3 separate regions of the Mus musculus genome follow, and all the other regions are linked to region 2. A link is a contact called in public HiChIP or PLAC-seq data. All regions are on one chromosome and are shown on one strand. Each heading gives the region's core, a stretch centred on a gene start, on an enhancer-like site or on the middle of the called end of the contact. The rest is flanking DNA. Distances are from core to core; before and after follow the strand shown. Region 1 has its middle 87 kb from the start of Gm25634. Region 2 overlaps Gm39624 (a long non-coding RNA gene). Region 3 has its middle 130 kb from the start of Gm25634.

The links. HiChIP or PLAC-seq counts read pairs in DNA pulled down with a chosen protein or histone mark.
Region 1: a contact with region 2 is called in an H3K27ac HiChIP or PLAC-seq map of trophoblast stem cells, with 11 read pairs. The contact joins two enhancer-like sites. A contact is called at or near these places in 8 of 39 promoter capture datasets (the 3T3-L1 cell line, the C10 cell line, cranial neural crest and 4 more), 1 of 484 Hi-C or Micro-C datasets (cerebellar granule neurons) and 12 of 115 datasets of contacts at active chromatin or transcription factors (T-cell acute lymphoblastic leukemia, embryonic forebrain, embryonic hindbrain and 8 more).
Region 3: a contact with region 2 is called in an H3K27ac HiChIP or PLAC-seq map of trophoblast stem cells, with 11 read pairs. The contact joins two enhancer-like sites. A contact is called at or near these places in 2 of 39 promoter capture datasets (the 3T3-L1 cell line and hippocampal neurons) and 8 of 115 datasets of contacts at active chromatin or transcription factors (embryonic limb bud, embryonic midbrain, extraembryonic endoderm stem cells and 4 more).

Annotation. Positions count from the first base shown.
Region 1 is chr1:35,672,274-35,677,044 of GRCm38.p6, reverse strand. No RefSeq gene overlaps it. Among named protein-coding and RNA genes, the nearest start is that of Gm25634, 87 kb to the left of the region's middle. Within about 2 kb of position 2,499, at least 4 of the 459 cell types and tissues checked have an H3K27ac peak or open chromatin away from gene starts, as enhancers often do. A contact at or near this core is called in trophoblast stem cells, where this site is marked.
Region 2 is chr1:36,058,965-36,063,859 of GRCm38.p6, reverse strand. Gm39624 (a long non-coding RNA gene) reads left to right here. Exons shown (of 3, transcript XR_865341.2): 2 at 2,916-3,000; 3 at 3,601-4,895. Among named protein-coding and RNA genes, the nearest start is that of Gm39624, 4.8 kb to the left of the region's middle. Within about 2 kb of position 3,094, at least 60 of the 459 cell types and tissues checked have an H3K27ac peak or open chromatin away from gene starts, as enhancers often do. A contact at or near this core is called in trophoblast stem cells, where this site is marked.
Region 3 is chr1:35,627,456-35,632,090 of GRCm38.p6, reverse strand. No RefSeq gene overlaps it. Among named protein-coding and RNA genes, the nearest start is that of Gm25634, 130 kb to the left of the region's middle. Within about 2 kb of position 1,305, at least 10 of the 459 cell types and tissues checked have an H3K27ac peak or open chromatin away from gene starts, as enhancers often do. A contact at or near this core is called in trophoblast stem cells, where this site is marked.

The DNA.
Region 1 (4,771 bases), core at 1,250-3,749, 390 kb after region 2:
GTTCAGTGTAAGGGTTTCCATTTTATTATGTTTTAAGTTTCCTATTGATGTTCTTACTGTTTCTCTTTTCCTCCTTCCTATGGGCTCCTTGAGAAGAACTGGCTTCTTGAAAATATTTTAGAATATCATAGTTTATTTATCATGTTACTAGAGATATTTCATATTCCTTTGTGTAATTTTCTTTCTGGTTGGTGTTTGACTCTATCATCTACCTATCCATTTATGTATCTATGTATCTATCCATCCACCTATATATCTATGTCTCTATCTATGTATCTATGTGTCTATCTATGTGTCTACCTATGTGTCTATGTATCTATGTATCTATGTATCTATGTATCTATGTGTCTATGTGTCTATATATATGTATGTACGTATGTACGTATGTACGTATGTATGTATGTATGTATCTATCTATCTATCTATCTATCTATCTATTTATCTATCTATCAATCTATCATCCATATGTGCATTGGTAGCCTTTAACCTTTTGGGTGAATCATGGCAATTCTGCTTCTATGGAGTTTTATTTCCCTCTGGAATCACTATCTTTGTTATCAGGTGATTTCGCTTTAGCCATCAAGCTTTCTTCCTACGACTCATGAGCAGAAATATGCCGTGTCTATTGTTCTGTACTCTAGCCTTTCCAGTGTTCGTTCTGCTCCTTTGTAATTCTTTTTGTTTGAAGGTCTTTTATGTCACTCTTGAAAGGCATGTGTGATGGTTAATATTTTCAACTCAACGGTATCTGAAATTACCTGGGTCAAAAGTCTCTAGGCAAGCTGTGAGGGATCATCTAGACTAGGTGAAATAATATGAGAGGCTACATCTCAACTGTGGCTGGCTCTTCTGTGGGCTGAGGCACTGCACATAACTGGAAAGGCAGAAATGAGCAGAGCTGTAGCATCCATCCCTCTGCTTCTAAATCATAGACACAATGTGGTCAGTTGCCATGCTTTCTCCACCAAGGTAGACTGATCATGCCCTTCAAACTGTGAGCCCAAATAAGCTTTTCTTTATATTACTTTTACCAGTATTTTGTCACAGCATTGGAAGAAGAACTAACATAGCTCACCAGAGGCAAATGACTTCAGTTTTCTTCAGTCTGATAACATTTTTATTTCTTCTTTCTTCCAGAAGTATAATCTCCCCAGATCCAGAATTTGTGGCTGAGGGTTTTTAAGTTGGCATCTGGAAAACACGGAGCCACTTCCCACAGCCCTCCATGGCTGCATTAGAGAATTATGTCTTCCTCAAAAATAGTTTCTTACACACATGGTCATCTGTCTAGTAGCTTTCAAGATCGTTCTTCTGACTTTAGATTGCAAAAAAAAATTATTATATTATATTATATTTTAGAATAAATTCTTTTGTTTATGTCTTGTGTGATGTCTTTCCAGGTTATCACAACTCTAGGTTTGAAAGGAGTTGGTTTGTATGTGTGTCTACATGTTAGCCATTGTAAGTCAGGACTTATTATACACGTGTGCACGTGCACATAAGTGTGAAGGTCAGCGGTCAACATTGATGTCTTCCTCAGTTGTCCCCCCCCCCTCTTATTTTTTGAGATTGTGTCTCTCACTGAACCTTGATGAGAGTGACTGGCCACTGAGCCCCACCAATCCACCTGTCTCTGTCACTCAGCACTAGGAGTCCAAGCGCATGTACTACCACTTTTCATTTTTATGTGAGCTCTGGGGATCGAACCCAGGTCCCCATGCTTGCATGGCAGACACTGTCCTGACTGAGTCATCTCCGCAGCTCCAGGTCTGTGTTTTTCAGCAGGCCTAGGATGTGGTCAGTCAATATTTCTTCCAATATTTTCTTCCAGGCTCTCATTTTCTCTCTTCTGCTAGGTCTTGACAGTACATTTGAATTTCGCTCTTTTCTCACAGGTTCCCAAAGGCCTGCTCTCTTTGTTTGTTTTGAAGTCTATTTCCTCTGCTGTCCAGACTGAGTGAGCATCATTGATCTGCCTTCAAGTTCGCTAGTTCTGACCTCTGTCATTGTCTTTACTATTGAGCCCACTCATTTCCGTTATTGATTTTTTTTTTTTTTTGCAATCCCATAAATTTACCCTGGGTTTCTTTTAATGGCATCTTTCTTCCCAAATTTGTCATTGGTTCCAAGAGAATTTGTAGTTAAACATTTCTACGAGCACTTTCAGGACTTTGGTAGATAATTCTAAGAGTCCATTCACTTGGTATTTGCTTGCATTGATTATTCCAAATTGTTCGAATCATGATTTTCTTGGATTTAGTAGGTTACACTTTTTTTTTTAATTATTGTGTCTCAGATATTTGTGAGGATGTGGAGACCAAATATATTTTAAGAAAGACTTCAAACATTTTTAGACACATGTGGGTTGGAAAAAAAAAAGTGAGATATCTGGTTTCTGAGGCTCTCTCATGTTACAATATCTGACTCTTCTATTCTCTCCCCCAAGATGGTGCTAGCTGGAGGTGAATTTCTACAAACTGAGCTGCTGAGTATCTCTATGGGAATCCCCTTGAGGGCTTCCTACCCAGACTCCTGATACCTGGGGCTCCTCGGTGGGAATTATGGTTTACACCCACAGGGCCACAAAGATGTTCCAGATCAAACCTCTTTGAAGCTCCGTTGTCAACTGTGCCACTGATCTGCCTCAGTATTCCTCCATAGAAAATGGGTCTGATCCCAGAGAAGTAGAGAACTTACTGGACCGCTTCTTTTCATTTGTGATAATGTATCTGGCTTTCCTGGTGTGGCTGAGGTGATTCTGGCTTGATCTGCTGTATGAATGAGCCCACCAGGGTGCCTTCTTTGCTAAGAGTCTGAGTCACTTCCTTCTATTGGTCCTAGAATGTAAGGTGTCCTGCTGTGTGTTTTCCATTCATTCTGTGGTCCAAATTCTAGCACTGTGACTTCTTGTTTCCCACAGAGGAGGGAGGTGCACAACATTGGGACTGACCTGGCTGGGGCCACAGGGAATGTAGGAACAACAGATGTATAGAAAATCAGGAAATGGGTAGGCCTCATGGAGATACACCAAGGCCCAGAAACTCAGCATGCTTATTGCAGACAGCTGAATGAGGAAGTGAATTCATTAGATACAGTTGAACAAGGAGATGTTTTAGCTCACCTTGGGGTGGGCGTCTTTGTAGAGGATCAGTCTCAGGCTGCAGTCATCCAGGAAGAGAAAGCTGTGGTTGATATTCTATATACACTATCATCATCTATTCCCAGACCAGGCCTTGCTCGCTTCAAAACCTGACCAGAGGAGGGCCATATGGTTCAGTGGGTCTGAGGCACTGGGATCTCTAATGTGGGCATGCTCTAGTCAACAGCACACATCCACTCAGGGCTCCATCTGCTCCTCACAGCAGGTACAGTCCTCTGCGGGCTTGACATACTCGTCTTTCCCTGTAGTGAACTCCTGCTTTTACTGATGTCTGGATGCTAGCCCTATTTACCTATGAGAGATGGAGGTACATGTTCAGAATACAGCACAGGTAGGCAAGCCCCATCTGTGGAAATAAATGGCCTGGTCAGCAGATACCCAGAGAGAAGAACAGCAGATCATAGTGGGGTTGGGGCTGAGGCTGGTGCTCACTGTAAGAGAGCATTGATGATGGTGGGGAGCCTGGTGTAAAACAGGCAAGCAGGGTCTGGATATAAGGCTGGCAGACCTGATTCTAGTACTTCACGGCTTCTCAGCCCAGGACTGTCCTGCAGTGTGACTGGGGACCCTAAAACTGTCATGGGAGGCCCTGGAAGAACACTAAGATGAGAGGTTTATTCTGGCTCCCAGTTCCTTAAGTATTTCTGGTCTATTATTGGACTGCTGTAGACAGTAGTGGATCTGGCCCTTTAAGATCCTTTGTAAGCAAACCAGAGCACCCATGTAGACAGGTAAACAAAACTAGAAACTGCACTTACCAGATACTGCCAACCAAATAGCCTTACATGGCAAGGCTAACCAACCAGATATATCTTCTTTGCTTTCCCGCTACTTTTTCTATTATTATTATTATTATTTATTATTATTTGTTATTTTGATGTTCAAAATGGAGAATTCTCTTTTACCTGTTTATATTGTATGATGTGTGTGAGAGGGCTTGTGTGTGCAAGTATAGGTACACAAGTGTGTGCATGTTGTGTGGAGATCAAAGGTTGATATGGGTGATTTTGCTACATTTTGGGTCCTGAGGTAGGGTCTTTCTGTGAATGTGGAACTTGGGGGTTTGGCTAGTCCCTGTCACAGTCAGCCACCAAGCCACCAACTCTTACACAGGCGCTAGGGAGCCCAGCTTTTGTTCTTGCAGATGTGTAGCATGTGTTTTCTTTACCCTTTGAGCCCTTTTGCTAATCTGAGGTACTTTTTATTTGAGCTATTTTTGGATATTTCTTTAAATATTTTTTTCACCTCCCCTGATTCTGCAAATGTTCTATGAACATTTTCTCTGATATACCAAGTGTGCCTCTAGCTGCTTTTGCTTGGTGGTGCCTGGTTCACGTGTTGCTGAGTGATCCCACTGTTGTAGAGCTTGAATGTGCCTGAATTAATAACTGAAGATCTGCAGCCTTGGGCACATGAATCTGAAGGAGTCCCAGGAAGACACGGTGGAAACAAAGGGGCTGCTGCCACGCAGCTTCGTGGCCCTTGATGCTTCTCCTGGGGGTTTGGAAGGTTCCTTCTGGGACATGAGCTTCAGCGCTGTCTCCATCTCTTGATTTACTGGAGCACTTAAGGCTATCTAGATCCAGACATGGAACCAAGAGAGATGCCAGA
Region 2 (4,895 bases), core at 1,845-4,344:
GCTTTATCTGCTAAGCCATGGCCCTAGACCCCTGGCTGGTCCTTTCTGCTTGGAACATCTGCCAGGACCTGCCTCCAGAGAGAGAGAGAGAGAGAGAGAGAGAGAGAGAGAGAGAGAGAGAGAAAGAGAGAGAGAGTGGGAGGCCTCCTACCAGCTTCCTGCCATGGCTTTTCTTTTTCCAGAAGGAGCCCTGACCCAGCTGGGGTAGGGGGAGTCATGGAAGAGGATAGTGGGAGGTCTAGGAAAAATGCATGGGGCTATCTATGCCACTGGGGAGCATCCATGAGTCAGTGGAGGATTGACCCCAACAGGCTGAGACAATCTAGACTGAGATGGTCTTGTTCTATTGGTACCTCGCCTGGATAGGCAATGAAGGCGACCTCTGCCCTGGTCCTATGCCACATGAAACCTGGTGAGGGTGTTAGCGTTCAGCTTCTCAAATGAGTCTCCATCCACCAAGTGGCTGCTAGCAGCTCACCTCCTTTGTCTCTCGACTCCTCCTTCACCTGTGACATGTGTATCTCTCCTGTGGTGGGAGCTGCCCTAGCTGGACAATAGCAGAGCCCCTCCCTTATCCACTCTTTTTAACTGCTCATCTCTGCTGACATCAATAGTTGCTTTCCTGATAGGCTAATGCCAGCTGGGACAGAGCTAGGTGGGAGGTGCTTTCTTAGGGCAGAATTCTGGGGGTGATTTAAGGAGAGGGGCCAATGTTTCCGAGAGAGTCTTTGCCAGCAAGATCTTGGCTGTGGGAAGGGGTGCATTTACACTTATGTGCACATGTGTGCGCACGCACAGGAAAGCCAGAAGTCAGGCTGCAGGATTGTTCCCCCAAAGACATCTATTGTGTTTTTTGAGGCACTGTCTTTTACCATACCCGGGGCTTGCTGATGGAGCTAGGCTGGATGACCAGGGGAGGATCTGCTTAGCTCCACCCTGGGCCAGATTTAAAAATGTATGCACCACGCTGGGCTTCTTGTGGGATTGCTAAAGATTGAACTTGGGCCCTCCTCATTCTTGGGTGACAAGTGTCTACTAAGTGATCTCTCTAGCACTCCAAGTAGCAACATTCTTACCACCCATTTCTGTCCCTTGTTCTCCCCTAACGAGAGGATTTCAGATGAAGGGGCATGGTCCAGGGGTGCATAGTAGTTTGGAGTGGAGGGCAAGGCTGGCAACCTACTCTGAGTCTAAGAGAAAAGTATCAGGCACGTAGGGTGACCGTACATAATCCCACAAGACTCAGGAAACAGAGCACTGCCCACCCACCGGCCAAAGGACTGAGCGCTTAACAGATTCTTGTAGCAGTGGCCTCCCCTGCAGGGGCTACCAAGAAGAGGCCAGCTCCTAAACGAGTGGCAGGGCGTAGGCTGGCTCTCTTTCAGCAATAGGGATGAGTGCTTAGACCTGTCCAGTCTGAGGTAGTCACTCAGCTAAGAGCTCTATGTATCTTGTGAGACAATTGCTGGCCCTTTGATAGGAGACAGGCCGCTGTGTTTAGTCCTTACAGGCTGCACGGCCAGTGCTGTCCTGGGCTGTGTTGTGGGTGGGGCCATCTTTATCTCCTCTTCCCTGATGGATGTAAGAGCTTGGGACTGAGTTCACTGGTTAGGCTACAGAGCTTCAGGTTAAGCTGATAGGAGCTCAAGGGCCTACAGATGCCGTGGAGGCCTCCAGGTGGATGCATGGCCCCGCCCCAGAATAGCTTTTGATTGACTGGAGTTCTGTATATTTCTTCCACCTTCCCAGCTAGGCTAGAGGGTCCAAGCACAGTCCTGGACTCAGATCATGGAAGCTGTGGGTAGCTCAGCTGTTCAATACTTGTCTAGCATGTATGAACCCTAGTGCCTTACTTAGGTTCTCATTGCTGCGATAGAACACCAGGTCTAAAAGCAACCGAGGGAGGAATGGCTTTACTTTAGCTTACAGTTACATAGTCCATCACTGAGGAAAGTCTTGAAGATTATGCACATGGTCCCTCGGTTGGGAGGGAAGGATCTAGCAGGCACTCCAGGCCATTCCTGGAGTCTTTGGTGCCGAGATAGGGCCTATAGGCTACCGTATCCCAAATGGGGATGCAGAACTCAGAGATCTATGTTAAGACAGGATGGATGCTATAGGTACATGGGCCAAGTTATCCCCATGATAGTCGAATCTGGGTTGTCCCTGGAGTCTCAGACCCACTGCCTGTACCCTGTGCACATCTCTTGCAGGTCCAGAGCCTCACTATGCCAGATTGCTTCCCATTGCATCACACAAGGTCCTGTAAGATTCCCTAAGTCTAGAAATTTCAAAGACCACAAATGCCCTCGAGCCATGCAAACAGACACCAGACTGTCCAAAGACGTGGGCGGTTGTCTGATGACTCTTCGAGATAGACATCTACGACATCTACAGCTTGCTACAAATCTTCCTGAGGCCTGGGGCTGTGGGAAATCTGATGGGCTTCTGGCTGTGGTTGGGGTGGGGGTGGGGCTGGACCAGGAGAGAGCAAAGCCCATTGTGATACCACCTGCTCCACATCTGTGTCAGTTTAACTTTTCATAAACAAAAGCTAAAGACACAAAAGAAAGCCTCGGCAATTATTGGATGGGGAGGCTCCCTGGGCGAGGTTGAGTCAGGGTTTCTCTCCATCACAATGGATTGACTCTTAGGCAGGTGGAAACAGGTTGGCACAGACAAAGCAGTGGTCTTACTCTGGATGAGGGGGTTTAGACTAAGTCTGTTGTCCTTTGCCAAGTGTTGTTTGGCATCAGAGGCAGCACAGGAGGCTGATAGAAGTTAGGAGGGATGCTGAAGTTGATCTGAAACGTGGGGCTTGGGAAAACAGCAAAGGGAGGTGGGTCAAGTGGGCTGGGCCTTCTCCAGGGTGTGTGCCCCCTCTCTGAGTGTGCTCCCTGGGTATATTTCCCTAGGTATTGCTCTCAAGTTGACCTCCACGGATGGACCTTCAAGTGCGTTCCTGTCACGATAGGTCAGCATAGCTGTTGGGAATTCCAGGTGAGCCTTGCATTTCCTTCTGGTAAGAGCAGTGACAGCAGACTAGACTGGGGAATTTCCTTTCCCTGAGGTTCAAGCCCTATCTCCACATTGCTATCACCGGGTGACATCACCAAAGTGCACCCCACCCCAGGCCTACACACACATAATGGCCCGGCCTGTACAAAAAGCAAATCAGCACGGTCCATTGTAAGTGTGAAGTGTGCTTAGGACTCATTAAAGAAACACAGATAAGCAGGAGGCTCTCTCCTCTTACACTTCCCTCGAAAGTGCCTGGAAGCTTATTGTTCCAGAACTCTGAGAGATGGAAAATTGCAGGCAGTCTGTTAGGTGACAAGAGCCTACTCTCTTAAAGGGAGCAGTCTCAAGCCTCGGGGACATTCATTAGATAAAGCTTTGCATCCTTAACCAATAGAATGAGGACTTGGGGAAGGGTTGGGTATGCTAAAAGAACTCAGATTGTAACTCTGTGGGAAGCCAGCCCATGGGGAAAAGGGGCAGGGGTTTCTCAGTAAGGGGCTTTCAAAGCTGATTTTGCCTTTTCTCTAGGCTGCTGTCCCTTTTTTTCAGAGTTGAATGAACTGTTTTCCCTTTCGCTAGCCTCTTGAGCTCGTGGTTGGAGAGTGGGGGTTTGTTTCTTACACTTGAAGTCCCTTCAACTCAACTGGCTGGAACATTCCTCCACCTCCTGGAGAACTGGCTGATTCACTTGGCCCTCAGGCCCCAGCAGTAATACCAGAAGAACCAGATAAACCACACAGACAAAAGCAGTGCAGGAAAAGCCTCCAGAAATGAGATTCTCACAGAGCCGCGGCCCACCATACAGGCTGGAACCTGCCTGCTCAGGCTCATGGGGACTGGCTGCTGAAATAAAACCACTTCCCAGCACGCCCTGCATCTTAATGTAATAGAAAACAGGTCTCAGACACAACAGCAGCAGCAGCAGCAACAACAACAACAAGCACCCATCAGTTTCCCAAACTGGGAAAGTTGCAGCTTGACCGTGAAGAGAAACTCAGCTGATGCTAACATACAGTTAAGTCAGGTGTTGGAATTATCTGGAAGGCTTTTCAAGTAGCCATCCTAAAAATGCTTCAATAAGCAATTAGACATTCTCTTGAAACACATTGTAAAAATAGATAAAGTCGTAGGCAAGAAATAGAAGCTAACAGGCCAGAGAAGATTACTAAGTGGATAATAAGGTTCTTGCTCTTGTAAGCAGGAGGGCTGGATGGCCACCTTCAGGATGTGTGTAACACATCTGTAATCCCAGCATGCCTACGGGGAGATGTGGGGGTGGAGACAGAACTCTCTGGAAGCTTGTGGGCCACCTAGCCTAGTAGATGCATGTAGTGATGAAGAACTAGAGACCCTGTCTCTGACAAGGTAGAAAGCAAAGACCAACGCCTCAGGTGGTCCTCTGACCTCCACCCGTGCTTCTGTATTCACATATGTGCGCATGTGTACACATGTGTGTGCATTCTCATATGCAAACACACAGGTTCTCGCGCACACACATGTGCACATCACACACACACATGAAATAGTAATAAATTAAAGAAATGGAAGTTATAAAAACTGTACCTGGATCCAGCTTAGCTCTGCTCTGCGGATACTCTCTTAGCCTCCCTTTCTAGCTAGTTCATCACCGTTCCCTTGTGTCAGTTGACAATCCTCAGAAACATTTTCTGCTGGGGACCCCAGTGACCACTCCAGGCTGGGACTCATTCTGCCATCATCATAGAGGCTTCTTGCACTAGATGGATACTCATAGCTACTCATAGCTGGACAACGTGCAGAGGGTTAGAGACTTTGGAACACTCAGCCCTAAAGGGGCTGACTTCAGCAAACCGGGGATGGGGAGCAATGCAGAAGAGGAAGCAGAAAGATTGTAA
Region 3 (4,635 bases), core at 56-2,555, 430 kb after region 2:
AGAAGCTGCAGGCGGTGTGAGGTGGGAAAGGGGTGAAATATGACAGAATACAAAATGATTTTCCACTGAGGAGTGCTGCCTGACGTGATGTATGATCAGGAGCCACCAGATGAGTCTTACAGACTTAGGAACCTCAAGCTACATTGATGTGAATTGTTAGAACACCTGGATATCGTCAGAATGAAGCTGAAGTTGCCTCTGGGGTTGGGTGGGAGGAATAAACTTTAAATATCGTCCTTAAGGAGGTCTCTGGGGTAAAGTTCCGAGGAACTGGAGTTCACAATCTGAATGAAGGTCATTAAATCATGTATGAGTTCTCAAAACCAATGGTAGGATTGCTGGGTGTCTGTGAGGCCCTGAGAGGAGAGAAGGCGTCTTCCAGGGAAGATTAAGTCAGGCTCAGCGGTCAGGAGAATCTTGTAGCTCTGGCTGACTAGCAATTGCTTCTTTATTTATACAGATCTCACAGAACAAAGACAAACTAATGATTGTTCAAGAAGTACAGATTATATCATTTTGTTTTCATTACATACCCAGGGTTACAAGGTCAGTCACAATTAGAAAGTACAAGTATTAGCCCTATAATTTCAATCCAAGGAATCTAAAGAATGTCTCTGTCAAAACAAACACATTTATTATATGACAGCCTGCTTTTAGGCTGGCAGTATTTGCAGTTTTAAAGCACTCCAAACAGAAAATACCCGAACCAGTCCTTTTATGAGTATCAAACACCTTTTACTTATATCCTTTTATCATCTACACTATAAAGCAGGAAAAGTCAGTTCATCTTATTTATTGAATTCTATGCCAGGAGTGTATGGTCCCTAGCTTTAGACTATAGTTTCAGAAAGCTTGAAGCTTATAAAAAGAGATCTTAAATCTTACTAATTCTCCTGGCCAGTCAGAGTGTGTCAACTATCTTGTAAGTTTACCCTATTCCAATTATACTGTTTGAGTTTGTGTAGTGGCAGATTCCCCAAGAAGATTCCTGGGGTCATGACCTCATTTAGAAATTCCTAGCTTAGTGCTTATCTGTGCTTATCACTTGTCTCCAGGACATAAGGGAGACTTCCAAACAGGGCCAGATAAAGTTATTTCCCTAAAAGCAGAAGGAATAGTAAGTTTAGGACTTTCCTAAAAGGACTCAGAATTTTCTCGGGAAAAGACATGCAGTGGGTCATAATGCAGAAAGTCCCCAAGGATGTAGCACACAAGAGACCAAAACCAAAAAGTGAGAGACAGAGTGACAGCAATTGCAGCATTCGGCTCAGCTTTGCTGGACCTTTGTCAGACAGCTGTGCTGGCTTCATGACTCTGGCAGTTTCCAGTGACTGTGGCTGTGCCATAGGGTCATTCCAGTGACTGTGGCTGTGCCTTAGGGTCATTCCAGTGACTGTGGCTGTGCCATAGGGTCATTCTTGTGACTGTGGCTGTGCCATAGGGTCATTCCAGTGGCTATGACTGCTCCACTGGATTATATGTGAAAACTTTCCCATGCTGGGCTTCCCAGATATGAGACAGAAAATAAAACTGTTTCCGTGTGAAAGTACATAATGTGGGAGAGTGGAAACCTGAGACATGAGCCAGTCAAAACTAGCCAGCCAAATTTGTGAAAGAAACAAAAGAATTTCTTGAACAAGAAAGGTAATGGACCTGGTCATGATGGCACACAGGCCTAGCACTTAGGAGATAGAGGCAGGAGAGGCAGGAAATCAAGATAATCGTTGGCTTCACAATGAACTCAGAGTCAGCCTGCTTGTCCCAAAAGAATCAAAAGTGGGTTGGAAAGGCAGATCAGTGGTTAAGAGCACTTGTTGCTCTTGCAGAGGATCTGAGTTTTGTTTCCAGTACTCAAATGTCTCACAACCATACATAACTCTAATTCCAGAGGGGACCCAACACCTTCCTCTGACTCTCACAGGCACCAGGCACACATGCAGGCATAACACTCATACACAGAAAATACATCCATCCAAAATAAGAAAGATATGAAGCATTACTGAATTCACACCATCTCTCCCTTAAGACTGGGTGCACTGACTTGCTTTTGAAAGAACCTAGTGGGGAAACCCCCACTCAATTCCTGATTCGGTGTGCACCCAAGAATCATGAACAAACAGACCGTCTTGATGTAAAAACATGAGGTAGTTTAATGGCGGAGCTCCAGGTCAAAACATATCTCACGCAGGAGACAATGGATTCGACCACGAGGCTTGGAAGCTAGGGGTTTTTATAGAAAAGGGGCTGGGGCTCAGGGAAGAATTGGTGCGGTTTCACATGATTGGTCCATTTAAACATCAGCAGACTGTACATGCAGATAACATTTAACTTAGGTCAGAAGGGCGTGAGATAGGGAGGCGCCGGGCCAGTCCAGCATGCATTCTCTTTATATTTATGGCCAAGCAGCCTCAGGAATGTCTTAACGACGGGCCTGCTCGGGCATGTCCTGGCCTGTTCTGCTATGTTCTCAGCCCCAGGTTTCAAAGTCACAAACAACTCTTTGGGCTATTTGACATACATTACATGAATCACAGGTCTCAAGTTTTATTTTCTTTCACTTTGACGTAATAAAGTACTGACAGGGAGAAAGAGCACCCACAAGCTAAAGTGGCAGACACTACCGTAGTCAGATCGTGAATATTAATTCCATCAGAGACGTCTTGTGTCACTGCAGCAGGAATGAGTAGGCATCTTATTGACCACAGCAGCTTGGCGAATCCCTTAACCTCTTAGGGACCTTAGCTCAGGCACAACTGGATTCTTGGCTTTCCCAAAAATTTGTGAATTTTTAGAAAAGAATTTCAGAGTACGCTAATATGAAGCATATTGAATTTATTAAGAAGAAAATTTAAACATCTATTTTAAGCACATGAGTTAAAAGAAAGAAAAGTTTAGAAAGTAAAGTTGCATGGAGAATAGAGGTGTGGGCTTTTTCAGGGAGACCCGTACTGAGTGTCTTAGCATTGGCTACCTATGCTATTCTGGCGGCTGTCAATCATATTGGGAAGGGTTGCCAAAACTCATGTCTTTTGTTTTTCTTTTTCTACCCTCTTCTATGTATATGAAACAATGGGTTGGCTCTGAGGTGACTTGGATAAGATTATCATCTAATAAGAGGAAAGCAGGTGCCATCAGGGTTGCACAAGGAGTTTACCAGATATCTTCTGTTGTAAATGAGATTTTTAAAAGTATTGTTTTATTATTTAACAAGTTCATCCATGTTGCTTGATCATATCTACCCCCAACTCCTCCTTTCCAACTCTTGCAATGTTTGCTCCTAGTACCTCTCCTTCCATACCTAACACTTTCCTTAAATACTATAACCCACTAAGTCCCATTAATGCTGTCTATGCAATGTGGAACCACCCAGGGGGGCATGGGTGACCTACCAGTTGACAGTCACCAATGGGAAATAAAATGGGTCTTTGTTGGAAGAACTGAAGGTAGACCAGCCTTAAGCAAATTTTATTAACTGTGCTGGAAGTCTTGAATCTTACCTGGTGAGAGATTTTAACTGAATTCCCTGGGGAGAGCCACCTTTTTCTTTCCACACGTTCCACTGTCTTCCTTGTTTTTATTTTTTTGTTTGTTTTTGTTTTTGCTTTTTGTTTTTTATTCAGCTTCAGTAGGACATGCCAAAAGAGTTCTTCATCTTTGATTTCTTCTTTCTCTAGATCTATGTGTAGTTCTATTCTAATGATGAAAAAGAAGACAAAACCCATACTGGGTCATGTTCTGTAAGGCAGCTGCTGGTTGCCTTGAGACTGTTAAACACAGAAACAAGGAAAGCTGACAAACCCCGAGAAGAGGCTAGGGATATATGGAGACTACGGCATGAGCTGGATGCTAAGGATGTGTATGGAAAGTGTGGTGATTTCATATGGTGAATTCAGAGCATGCTCTTGAACTATCAGAAGCCTCTTTGTTTTGACAGACGTGTGATACTAAAATAAGATGCAGGATGTGTGGGAAATGGCATAAGTGTCGTCTGAGAGCTCTGTGTTGTATTTACACTTCTGTCTATGCATTTAAACGTCTCTTTAAGCAGTAGGCTGATGAGGAGTAAACTCACTGTAGAGTGCTTACCTAGCACACTTAAGACCCTACATTTAATCCCCAGCACCTCAAACCAAAACCAAAACTAAATACAAGGCTCTGAAGTGTGACAAGCAGAGGTCCCAGGACAACCTCCTAGGCCATTATAGGTGCACATGCTCAGATGCAGAAGGAGATGACTGGAGGATCACCATGATGTCAGATGCAGAAGGAGATATGATGGCTGTGAAACCCAGAGACTGGGTGAATCTCCAGATTGTTAAAGGGAGGATGAAGGAAAATGGTCATTTGGTTCCAGAAAGGAGTTGAATGAAACTATCCTCTAGACAATGAGGACAGCTTATTAGAAGGGAGGGGAGATGAACACAATCATGGAGGTTATGGTTGGACCATAAGTTTAGAAAGCATTATGGTATGGCCATCATGCCAGAGCATGCAACAGCAGTGTGGTGGGACCTTGGGATGGAAGAACATTGTAGACAAAGTTAGCTTAAGGTTATATATAGACTAGAAAACAATCTGCTGTGGATTGCAAGGTGGATTACATGGGGTTGGGGATGAGAGTATGACATTCAGGGA